Regions from separate parts of the Mus musculus genome. Here region 2 is linked to region 1. A link is a contact called in public Hi-C data. All regions are on one chromosome and are shown on one strand. The core of a region is the stretch at or near the end of the contact, and the rest is flanking DNA. Distances in the headings are between cores, read along the strand shown. Region 1 overlaps Gm31432 (a long non-coding RNA gene). Region 2 has its middle 17 kb from the start of Gm31614.

The links. A called contact is a pair of places that touch in the nucleus more often than the background predicts.
Region 2: a Hi-C map of the N1E-115 cell line shows a contact between it and region 1, with 4 times the contacts expected there. The contact joins two enhancer-like sites. A contact is called at or near these places in 1 of 484 Hi-C or Micro-C datasets (the N1E-115 cell line), 1 of 115 datasets of contacts at active chromatin or transcription factors (embryonic hindbrain) and 1 of 9 other capture datasets (embryonic stem cells).

Annotation. Positions count from the first base shown.
Region 1 is chr9:46,450,926-46,457,130 of GRCm38.p6, forward strand. All of the region lies in intron 1 of Gm31432 (a long non-coding RNA gene), which reads left to right. Among named protein-coding and RNA genes, the nearest start is that of Gm31432, 65 kb to the left of the region's middle. Within about 2 kb of position 4,841, at least 19 of the 459 cell types and tissues checked have an H3K27ac peak or open chromatin away from gene starts, as enhancers often do. A contact at or near this core is called in the N1E-115 cell line, where this site is marked.
Region 2 is chr9:46,810,865-46,816,821 of GRCm38.p6, forward strand. No RefSeq gene overlaps it. Among named protein-coding and RNA genes, the nearest start is that of Gm31614, 17 kb to the right of the region's middle. Within about 2 kb of position 4,102, at least 39 of the 459 cell types and tissues checked have an H3K27ac peak or open chromatin away from gene starts, as enhancers often do. A contact at or near this core is called in the N1E-115 cell line, where this site is marked.

The sequences.
Region 1 (6,205 bases), core at 3,591-6,090:
AGGCACAACCTTTTTAAAAAAATAAAATTTAAAAATAAAAAAAAATGTGTGTGAATGCTTTATTTTATGGGTGTGAATTTTTGCCTGAATATATGTATGTGTACCACATGTGTGCCTGGTGCCCACAGAATTCAGAAGAGGGCTTTGGATCCCCTAGAACTGGAGTTGCAGATGGTTGTGAGCCACCATGTGGGTGCTGGCAATTGAGAACCTGTTTTCCCTGCAAGAACAACAATTGCTCTTAACCACTGAGCCATCCCTCCAGCCCTAGGCCTGGTCTCCTAAGGATTCTGCCTCTTCCCAATCTACTTATGAGATGGGACGAAGTCTCCAATTCTCCAACCCATGGGAATTTAGGGTCTGCTAACATCCAAATGACAGCTCAGTATATCCAGGCAACATGCTTTCTTTGTCATCCGCTCAACAAAGGACTTGAGTTGTTTCCAGATTTTTGGCTTCAAACACATGTTTGAATTAATAGACTCCCTTGCCCCTCACACTCAGCTGGGTTGTTCACACCCTGCACTTGTGTGGTACACCTGCTACAATTGATGAGCCAATATTGACACACCGATATCAATGGAAGTGTGCAAGTTTACCTTAACCATTCGGTCTTGGCGCTGTGAATCCTGTGAGTTTTGCTGTAATGCTGTGTACAGGCTGTCACAGTCCTGCCCAGCCACTTTGCTCTCCTAGACCCCCCCTTCCTCCTGCTCCACGTATTCATTTCTCTTCCCTCAGAACCCTTGGCAACCACAGATTTCTGGATTATCTCTATAGCTTTGCTAGGGTTTGTGTGTGAATATTTGTGAACACGCTCAGAACTTCGTAGCTGTTTTCCTCTTGGATCCCTAGGCTCAGTTAGGTTGAACAGACTTTCACTCACAGCTCAACCTCAATCCAAGTTCCTTTTCCTGAAGAGGGAGGGTCCTGGGCTTTACTCAGGGCTATTCCAGCCTCCTACCCAGCATGCCCCAGTCTCATAGCAATCCCAACCTGTCATGCCTCCAAAGGCTTTTTGAGACTCAAATAGAAGTTGGATTTGCAGTCTAAGAAAGTGGAGCAAAGGAGGTGCGGCCTGGGCCATAGGGTAGGAGGAAAGAAACCCTTCCTGGACTCAATCTCCTGTAGGACAGCACAGGGTCCTATTGATTAGGCCAGTCTTCTCTGACTACCACCTGATTAGAGAGCCTCTTCAAACCCAACCCCCGTGGACAGTTAGTTCAAAAAGTATGCAGGCAGTTTGCAGATGAATTTGAAATTGTTTTCACTGACCCCTCCCCACCCCTAGCAACTAACTTTGCTCAACGTGCCTGGCCCAGCCTCTTTCTACCTGGCAAACTATGGTCTCCAGAGGGCTCCATGTTCCAGGTCCTGTGTGTGGAGAGCAGAGGAGAGAGGAGGGCAGTTTTGTCACTGAGAACTCGACTCTGGGGTCTTTTCCAGCCGCAGGCCTCAGAAATCCCAAAGGCTCAGCTTCCTTCCAAGCCTGCTTAGAAGCCAGCTGCTGGTCCTCCCCTCCTGGTGCCTCCGGCTCAGCCTGGGGCTGCCTCCTGGCTTGCAGGCTCCCCTCGATGTGCCACTTTCATTTCTAAACAGACAGGAAAATAAGCAATTGATTTCTGGATATTACATAAGCTGGGTAAGGGAGACTTTAATAAGGAAGAGAGCAGAGGGAGGAGTCTGAAGATCTTAAGCTAAAAACTACAAAACGCGCATCATTACCAACTCAAATGGAGGCAGCTACAAGCTTGCTGTGATCAGAGAGATGGCTCAGGTGGTCCCAGACCCTTGGAGAAGACTGGCCTAGTCAATCAGGGGCCTGTGGTGGTCTACAGGGGCCTGGGTCCAGGTGGGGGACCTTCTTCCCTCTTACCCTACACCCCAGCCAAGTCTTCTTTGAGTCATTCTTCTCTAGGTGTGAGTCCAACTTCCATTTGATTCTCAAACAACCTTTGTAGGCAGGGCAGACTGGGACTTCAGGGAGTCTGGGACACACTGGTGGGAGGGTGAAACGGCCATAGTGCAAGAAGCCAGGAATCCTTCTTGTCTAGGTAGATTGAGGATGAGCTGCTGATGCAGGCCCACGAGTTGGCTCAGCTTCCCAGCATGAGGAAGGCAGTGTTCTGTGCTCTGCAGTACATCTGGGACCACACAGTTGGACTTGTACACATTCTGCATGAGAAAACAGAGCTTTGGAGACATGGCTTGTCCTTGTCCCGGCTTTTGGTCTCCTGGTCTCCTGGTTTGATGTCCTTGAATGTTCCACACTCTCTTCATTGTCCAATCCACCTAATCCATTTCAAGTTGGGCAAATAGTTCATCTGTGTGTGGGGGGAAGGTAGAGAGGAGAGAGAGAGAGAGAGAGAGAGAGAGAGAGAGAGAGTTAGAGTTGGAAAGAGTCAAGAATGATTGTAGACATAAAGGATAGAGAAAACTGTCTGAATATAAAAGTATTCTCTGAAGTTTATCTCCATGCAATAGTGGTGAGAGGTGAGACCTTAAAGAGGTGACTAGGTCATGAGAGCTTTGCCCGCCTGACTGGATTAATGTCATCACTGTGTGAATGAGTTCATTAAGGAAGCAAGTTTGGAACTCTTTCATTCGTCCTCTCTCCTACTCTCTGACTCTTCTGCCCTTTCCATGAGACAAGCTCCTGAGATGGCTGTCACCAAGTGCTGGAGCCTGGATGTTGGGTTTCTCAGCATTCGGGACTGTGAGAAACCATTTCACATTCTTTATAAAATACCTGGTCTGGGTCATTTTGTCACAGTAGCAGAATATGGATTGAGACAAGAGTAGCAGACTTGACTGGCTAGGAAGAACTTATGACTCCTAGCACATGTTTGGCCTCATGCTGACCTCTGGGGGTTTCACAAGTCCCATTTACAGCATACTTCAGTGAGCCACTTGGGGACTGGAATAGCCCCTATTCCCCCATTCTTAGGCCTACTCAGCTCCAGAATTCACAGAACACTGATAGCCAAGTCCCCGAATCCCACATAGCTCCCAAACTGGGTATTCTCCAAGCAGAGAGCATGAGAGGGAAGGTGATCCTGATGCATCCAGGTTCTTTGCTGGGCTGAGTTTTGGGGCTAACAATGGAGAGATATTCTTTCTCCTGCTACCCTAGTGAGGGGACACCCATCCCGCCTCTGATGGCATTGCTCTGTCCTTACCAGGCTTTTGGCTTCTATTTGATAAACTATCTGCAAAGCAGGAAGGACTCATTGGTGTGGACAGAGTATTTTGGGGGCTGTTGGTAAGGGATCAAAGAATCGGACTGAAGAGAAGAAGAAAGCTTTTGGCCAGATGGAACTGGCGAGCTAGAGTGGACTTGAAATCTAGGGGGCTGGGTTCAAGTAGAGGACTAGAGATAAGGGAGGGGACTCTGATAGGGCACAATGAGGGACATGGGATTGGACTGTGACAGCTGGAACCAGGACAGACTAGACTGATATCTGGGGTAGCGTATAGTATTAAGCCACTGCTCTTTGGATAGTTTTGGACCTTAGGCCCACTGAGGCCATTACCTCTACAGTATTGATCAGGTTGTGAGGGGAGGCAAGCCATGCCTCAGGTCTGTATGTATGTCACAGGGTATGTGCTGTTGAGGGGGACTTTTGCTTTCCGAGCTCCCAGAGGCCAGTGCTGCTTCCTGAAGCAAGAGTCAGGGCATCACACATAGCTGGGCTTCATGCTGGCTTCCGGGCTGAGTGCTCTGGATGTCAACATCACTTTGGGCAGGGCCTTTCTTCCTCTTCCCAGGGTTTTCAAAGACTTTCCTGCTGCCTTTGGCCCAAAGCTGGTCCTCAAGCGAGTGGCATGCTGTTTATAGACAAGGCAGATCTCACCACTTGCCATTGTGATGTGCTGGTGCTTAGACCCAGACACACTAGGATCAAACCCCAGCTCTCTGTTGAGAAACAAGGACGGGGCAACTGTGGGTCAGAGCTCCCTGGAGTGTGTATGTGTGTGGGGGTGTCAGAGCCCAGCAGGGACATGCTCTGTCTGTGGGGTAATTCTAGGGGTGAGGGCAGGGGTCAGCCTTGTGAGGCTGGGCTACCTGGAGTGAAAGCATCAAGGCTCACACAGGCCCTGTACCGCCAGCCTTCTGGCCTTGCTCTGGACACCAGCCCAGCATTTCTGCATTCCTCACACAACCTGGGAGATGAAAGAGCGCACAAACTGCCAACCCTCTGGCCCCTGGGCCTCTGAACTAAGGAAATGGCTGAATAATGAATGAGGCCAGTGTACTTCAGAGAGGTGGCCCTGGGGACTGTGTGGGGAGTGTGTGTGGGGGGGTACAGACAGATGGGGTGGGGGCGGACTTGGCATGTGGAGAGACAGATAGATAACAGAGGCACAGATAAAGTCTGTGGCTGTGACTTCTGTGGCAGGTCACAGCCACTGATTCAAGATGAAAGTAGCCTGGGAATTTACAGTAAGTGCAAAATGGCAAGCCCTTGGCCTGGCGCCTTATGACCTTCTGGCACTGTTTGTATTCTGCCCTACCTTTTGGTCCCTCCCAAGGAAAACTTGCAGTAGATTTGGCTGTGCTGCTAGATTAAGACTCAACTGCATGTGTGAGACTGGAGATGCTAGGCTAGCCGAGAGTAGGGCTGTGCACTTGTGAGTTACAGCAGGTGTTGAGCGAGCTGTCCTCAGAGGGTGTTGAGGTCCTCTGGGGTATCAAGGCCAGACCCTTGCTAGCTGCAGATGATAAAGAGCTGTCTTCTCTTGAAACTGTCCTTTTCAATTAGGAGGGCTCCTGGGATGGTTAATTTCTCTCGTAGACTTGATTAGATGATCTCCTAGGGCATTCATGAGTCACACCTAGGGCTGCGTCTATAGGACATTTCCGGAAAGGATCCACTGAGAGGGGTGGGAAGACACGCTGTGAACATGGGCTGTATAATCCCACAGGGTGGAGTTTCTTCGGCCATCTCCTTTCTCTGCTTTCTGGTCTATGGAGATGTGAAGACTCTCAACCACAAACTCCTCTTGTCATGAGCTTGCTGTGATGGACCACGAGCCCAAGGTGACCTGTTCTTAGATTGTTTTTTGTCAACTATTTGGTCATAGTGATGTGAAAAGTAACTGATTTATTGTCCACAGGTGTGACCAGAGGACACCCCCATCTCACTGTCCTCATACTGCAAGTCCTAGAGTAGTGGTTCTCAACCTTCCTCATGTCGCGACACTTTAATACAGTTCCTCATGTTATGGTGACCCCCCTCCCAGCCATAAAATTATTCTTTTTTTTTTTTTTTTTCCATTTTTTATTAGGTATTTAACTCATTTACATTTCCAATGCTATACCAAAAGTCCCCCATATCCACCCACCCCCACTCCCCTGCCCACCCACTCCCCCTTTTTGGCCCTGGTATTCCCCTGTACTGGGGCATATAAAGTTTGCCATAAAATTATTCTATTGCTACCTCATAACTGTAACTTTGCTACTCTTATGGATTATCATGTAAATGTCTGGCATGCAGGATATCTGCATGCATTGTGAAAGAGATACTCCACCCTTAAAGTGGTTGAGACCTATGGGTTGAGAATCCCTGTCATAGGAGGAAAGACAACTCCTAACAAATGATCAGCCAGCCGACTCCAGGCAGCAGGCCATTGTGGGATACTGCTGCTCTTCAGCTCTTCTGTAGACTCCACATAATAGCTTCTGTGAGTCCAGGTGAAGAGTCAAGGTCTACAGTAGGGAGAAGCCTTGTGGTAGACATGAGTCACCCTGGTGGGTGGGACAGCTGCTCCAAATCCCCATGTCTGACTTTATATTTCAATGATACATCTTTTTCATGCCAATCTGGCCCCCCAAGGAGTGTATTTTGAAGGCATGTGGGTGACGCCCACTTTCCAAGTGTCTGCACCCTCAGGTCTCCACTCCTTTAAGCACATACCTTAAGCAGATGTTAGAGCTTATTTTGGACAGGAAGGGAAAACAGGGGCTGCCTCCTTCTACAACCCCTATCTGGGACATCCTGTTTCTTTGTCTGTGCAAAGCCACTTGGAAGCAGGGGATGTTCTGAATTTGTGGTTGCCACCACCTACCTCCTAACCCTTTTCTCTGATCTAGCTGCTAAAGCCTAGTTTTGTGTACCAAAGCAAAAAGCCACAGGAGAAAGTTGGAGACATCGTCTATCACCTTTCAGCTCAGATGAGTGTGAGTACCACCTCTGAGTTCTGA
Region 2 (5,957 bases), core at 2,852-5,351, 360 kb after region 1:
CATTAACTCGCTTACCCGATGAAAAATGCATAGTTACTGGCACCCTGATGTGCCACTGTTGGAGGAGGCCTGCCCAAACCACTTGCCTCCAATCTGTGATCCCAAGGACGCCCTCAACCTGAGACAGGCACCATCAGGCAGTGAGAAAGTAGTCCCCAACCTGTGCATGAAGGAAATGAAGCCTTGGCCATTGGAAATCGAGAACCAGGGTCGCAAGCCGTATAGCTGGTGGCTATCACTCTGGGGGAATCTTTTGTATGAGGCTGAGTTCCCACATAATACAGTCTTGGGTTGTTGTCTTGGGAAGGGAAAGGAGGCTGAAGAGTAGGTAGGCTAGGTAGAGGAGGTGCAGAGAGCACAGGGTCATGGAAGAGACGATTTGCCTTGCAGGGAAACAGCTTGTATTTTCTCAGCCTTCGCTGCTATGGAGCTTGACACTGATTTGATGACTTAATACAAGGCATTCAGTAAACACATATTGTCTGCTGTAAGCTTCTCTGGGTCCCTGGGTGCCAAATACCAAAAATTACATGAGATGTGGTTTCTGGCCTTGGGTAAGGGGACCGAAAGGCAGCTAGATAGAACACATCATAGAGAGGACATGGGTTTTGGTCCCAGCTCTGTGCCTTTCTAGCCATTTGATCATGGCTAACTGCTGGGTCTCATTCCCTTCTTCTTTGTCTTTCCTGTCGTCCCCGGCAGTGGATATGCAGCGTGCATGAGCAAACTGACCACCTTTAAACTTGGCATTGGGTTAGCAATGAAATGAGGGTCCCTGTGGAAAAATTAACTACAGAGAACCAAGAAGATCCTTTGTAGCATTTGTTAGAGCAAAGGACATTTTCTCTATCATTAGATTCAAGTCGCCTTGGTGACAGATGCTGCAGGCCACCAGTCCTGGGCAGATGACACAGTCTCTCCAAGCCCTGGGTTTACCTGTGAAATGGAGATTCCTGCCAGCATCTTATGGGGACTGAGATAATACATTAAAAGCGGTTAGCAAAATGTTGGGAACAAGTAGCAAACAAATGTTTATTTGTTATTATCACCGGGAACTGGGGATATCTAGGCTTCCTTCCAAGAACATTCTGGTAATCTACTGTTTTAAGTTAGGAAGCATTAAGGGCTCTATGAGGGCTGGGCAAGCCTGCACTCTTTAGTAAGCCAGACCCGTCTCCAGGAGGAGCCCAAGGGACTGTGGTGTTAGGAGCAATCTGTAGATACGGCTACGGAGAAAGATGTAGGATTTGAGACTCTGCAGAGGCAAGGGAACTTCTGGGTTCTTGACGACATTTTTTCTTATTTATTTGGGATTGTATTCCTGGGCTGCCTGCTAGAGAGATCTCGGGCTTGAAGGCTCACACACTGGACTTCATGCCTCGTCTTTTGCTCTTACTTGGAAGGTTAACTTTTAAGGATGAGGTGGCACACAGTGGGCTTTGACAGAGAAGGAACAAAGAGGAAGTACCCGTTGCCATGCCACACTAGACAGGCTGTAAAATGGTTTGAAGCAGAAAGGCACCCCTTAGGCTAATGCTTTGAACCCCTTTGTTCCCAGCTGGTGGTCCTATTTTGGGAGGCGGTGGACCCTCACGACATGAGACTGGCAGAAGTGGATCGGAGACACGGGCCTTTGAAGGTTGGAGCCTAGATCCTAGCTTCAGTGGCTCTCAGCTTGCTGGTCCTCCATAATGGTAGTCTACTTCTGTGTCTACAAATGTGCCCTCCCCACCATGATGGAAGGAGACTTCCTGAAAGCAGAAGCCAAAATAAACCTTTCCCTACTTTAAGTTGTACCTGGCATACTGGTTGTACCAACTCAAAAGCAACCCACATACTATGTGACCTTACAAAGAGCCAGCGTCAGGCTTTTCCCTTCTCACCTCAACCAAGACTAAGCCCCAGGATGGTGGCATTCAACTTTACCCATGGTGACACCCTGTCTTTCCACACAAGACCCATATGGGTACTTAGGATACTCCAGCGAGTAACTTCAGCTGCTTGAAAAAGAAGGAACAGTCCGCACACCTTATGAGGAACTAGATCAAATAATCAAAATGATGTTACTAGCAATACTGTTACCATGCTCACTGCCTGCTTCTTGTGTAACGGGTGCTATTCTAAGTGTTGAAATCACTTTTTAACCTAATGAGTCTGGTTAGTGTTGCCATCCGGTATGTGCCTGGTCTTGTTGACCTTACCATGTGCAGGTCTTGTGCAAATAAGGATAGCTGTTGTGAGTTCATTAATCCAACATCCATACCAAGTCTAGAAGACAACATTTTACTGCATCCCTCCCATCCTCTGGCTCTTTACCTTGTGCCCACCTTTTCTTCCATGTTTCCTGAGCCTTGGGGCAGTGGGACTGGGGTTAGTGGATTGATACAGACTTCCCGGTTAGGGTTAAGTGCTCAAGAGTCATTTGTTCTCAGCCCCCTGATAGTTGTGAGTATTAACTGCTACTGCAGGGAGAGGCTTCTGTGGCCAAAGTCGTGGCACGACACTATAGGCATACAGATAAATATCTAGAAAGCATGTGTGTTTAGTGGAACAACCACATTTGATTCTGGAGAGTTGAGGGTGGATGTGATCAAGACACATGTTTGAAATTGTTAAAGAGTAAGTGAAAGCTATGCTGTAACTAAAACAGGAAGCCTTACCATCACCCCAGGGCGATGACCTCATCATCTCCTCCTGTAGATGAACAAGCTTGAAGGAACAAGCTTTAAGGACCAGTCCCAAGACCCCATAAGCCTTCTCTCCACCTCACAATGGGACTTTTGCAGGCAAAAGATCACTCCAGGGCATTGGGGGCAAGTCCAAAGCCACAGCTCAACCCTTGAAAGAAGAAAGATGCTCAAATACAGCCATGGGTTGATGTTGGTAGCGATGCCCTCTCTGCCTTTGCTTTCTTGGGCAAAATGTTTGTTGTAATGTGACACAAACTAACAAACCAGGTTATTTTGAGAGAGTACAATGGCCTAGCATTCTTCCTTGACATCATCCAGGAGTCTAAGACCATTAAGACTATAGGGGAACCTGGAGCCATCAGACCCCCTTCACTCCGAGGTGCTAAGGATCTGCCCCTCTGCAGAGCTAGCTGTATGCCTGCATAATGGCCCTGGGACCGTTTGGATTGTTTTCTGAAGTCGGAAGGTAAACTCTGACTAGGCTCTGGGCTTGCTGTCGCTGGAAGGAGTTTGCTGGAAGGGTTTAGATGCAGCCAGGCAGCTAGCTAGCTTATGCAGAGGGCAGCTGATCCTGCAACTCTTAAAACAGCTCCCTGCTAGAAAATAAGCCCCCAGAGCTTCCCCAAAGACAGTACGGGGGCTTCTGCTTGGTTCACATAAACACCACTGGGCCGTGAGGACTCAGAGGAGGGTCCCGAGATAGGAGGCGGAAGGCTTTGCCGATTAGCCCCTCTCAACAACTCAGCTATTTGCTCACCTCAGCATCTGCACCTCCGACTCTTCCCTTACCTGTCTGCTTATCTCTGAGCACTTTCCCTTCTTCCCTTGGCTGCTAGGAGCCTCTCTCCAGACCCAGCTCCTCTTAGGAGAGAAGGAAGCTAACAGAGCTTCCAAGGAGATGCCCAAGACACAGGAAGCAGAGCTAGAAGCTGAGGGGCTAGCGCCAGGCAGCATCCAGGGGACCCTTAGGAGTGAGAGCAAACAACTGAGGTCCCAATGGAACAATTTGGGAAGCCCTGGCCCTCCCATCCATCCATCCCGCCTCGGGGGCTTGCCTCTTCTGCAGCCCCCACCCGTGGGAGAGAAGAAAGCTGCTCAAGGGGGCACAGGGGCCGCTGTGGTGCTGAATAAAGGAAGCAGTCTCCTCCGCGCAGGCGTTCTCTGCTTGAATATGTGGCCTTATTTATGCCTGGCTAAAGATCATTAAAGCCTTTGCTGGGGTGGGGGTACGGGGGGGCTACAAGGAGAGTGGATTAATATTAGAACACCCTGTCACAGCTGGAGAAAAGGCGGGATTGATTTTATAGGGAGTTTAGTCAGAGCTGCGCGTGAAACCCCGCGGGTTGCGCTGGAGTGTATCCATCTCCTCCATTAGGAAGGCCCCATGGGAATCTTCAGCTGCAGTGTTTATGACTACGGAAGCGGCGTATCACAGAGAGTGAGCCGCCCTTATGCAGCTCCCTTTTAGCGACTGCCCATGCTCCTAGAGACCCTATCCTGGGGTTTCACACAGCTGTCTTTACCAGCCAGACTTCGTGGCTGGACCATGAAGGCACTGACACTGCAGAAGCGCTCATTTGGTCCCTAGTTCTGGCAGGGCAGCTCTAGAGAGCCCCCTGCTGGAAGACCTTGGTAAGCCCCATCTACTGTCTCCTTCCTAGAAGTTGCCAGAGCCTCTCAAACACTTAGATTTCTTCTCAGCCTCGCATAAAGTCTGAAGATTGCTCCAAGAAAGTGTGGTCCGTCTTCTTTTCAGAAAACATGACAAAGCTTGGAAAACTTGATTCTTCCAGAGTCTGCTTAAAAACTGGCTTAAGTGATCCTTTAAGAGTCAGATGCCTCTTATTAGCTGCTGACCCTTGAGCGAGTGTGGTGACTTCTCAAGGTTTTAGTTTCTTCGTCATCTCTGCCTTACACAGGCGTATTAAGAATTAAATGGTTATCGCAAGAAAGTTTCCAGTACAAGAGAACCACCCAGTGCTAGTGAGTGCTACTGTGTTATCAGGTGGCCATTCCAGTACATTCTAAATGGGACTCAATTTGCAAACATTTAGTTTAAACAAAGCCCCGTTGGGACACCTTCATTGTGGAAGGCATGGCGTACCAGTGGACACAAAATGTCTGTAGGGTCGTGTTCATCAGAGGGGACAAAGCTCAGAGACAACTGGGATAGCTCTGAACTTAGGTGTGCTCTGTGCACCTCATCTCCTGGCGTACGGACCCAGATATAACTGGCGGGATCTGAAGTGGTATGGGCAGAGTCTGGGTCAGCTCCCTCCCAGAGGGACATTGGTTGAACAGATGAGTGGCATAAAGGGTGTTGTTTAAGGAAGCTAACAATCATGGCTGAGAAGATGGCTAAGCCAGGAAATGCCCAGGGTTTCATCCCCGGGACCCATATAAAAAGCCTGGGATGGTGATAGGCGCTTGCCTCCTCATAGCTGGATAAGCAGAGAGAGCAGATCTCTGAAGCTTGCTAATCTGGCAGCCCAGCCGGATTGGTGAATCCCAGGACAAGTGAAAGACCTTGTGCCTAAAAACAAGGTGAATGGTGCCCGAGAAAGAATACGACTCTGAGCTGTCCTCTGTCCTTCATCTGCATGGACACAAACGTGTGTGCTCTTCTGAGCACACACACACACGCGCACACACACACACACACACACACACACACACACAAGCATGCACCCACACACATTACCCACCCACCCACATCCACATACAGAAAGAAGCCAAGAGTCTGAGCCAGAAGAGCTCACACCTCGCTTTGCAGAGCTTCCGTAGCTTGTTGGATGCATGCCCAACACAGTGCTCAGCAGTTCTGCTTTTTGGAACTTGATACTAAAACCCAGATTCTCTAGGAGCCAAATGACCTGGGTTCCAATCTTGATCTTCCTGCCATTCATTCCTTGGTTCCTTTGAAGAAGTTATGCCCTGTGCCTCAGTTTCCTGGTCTTTGAATGGGTGTAATAATGACACTGGTGTTAAAGGTAATAACAAGAGTGTTAAATGAGATGATATGCAAAGTGTCCATAGCAGGGCTTGGCAATTACAATCTTTACAGTGTCATTTGCATGACATTATTGTGACCAACCTATTGTGGCTTTTGACATACTGAGCACCCCTCCCTCAAACCCCGAGAATGGGGACTCAGAATCATTGTTTCCATGTCCCAAAGGGGCAGCCCAGGGATTGTGTACATAATGAGAACTTGGTACAAGAACTGTTGAATTGAGTAGGATAGGTTGCAGTTATATTGGAGCTGTT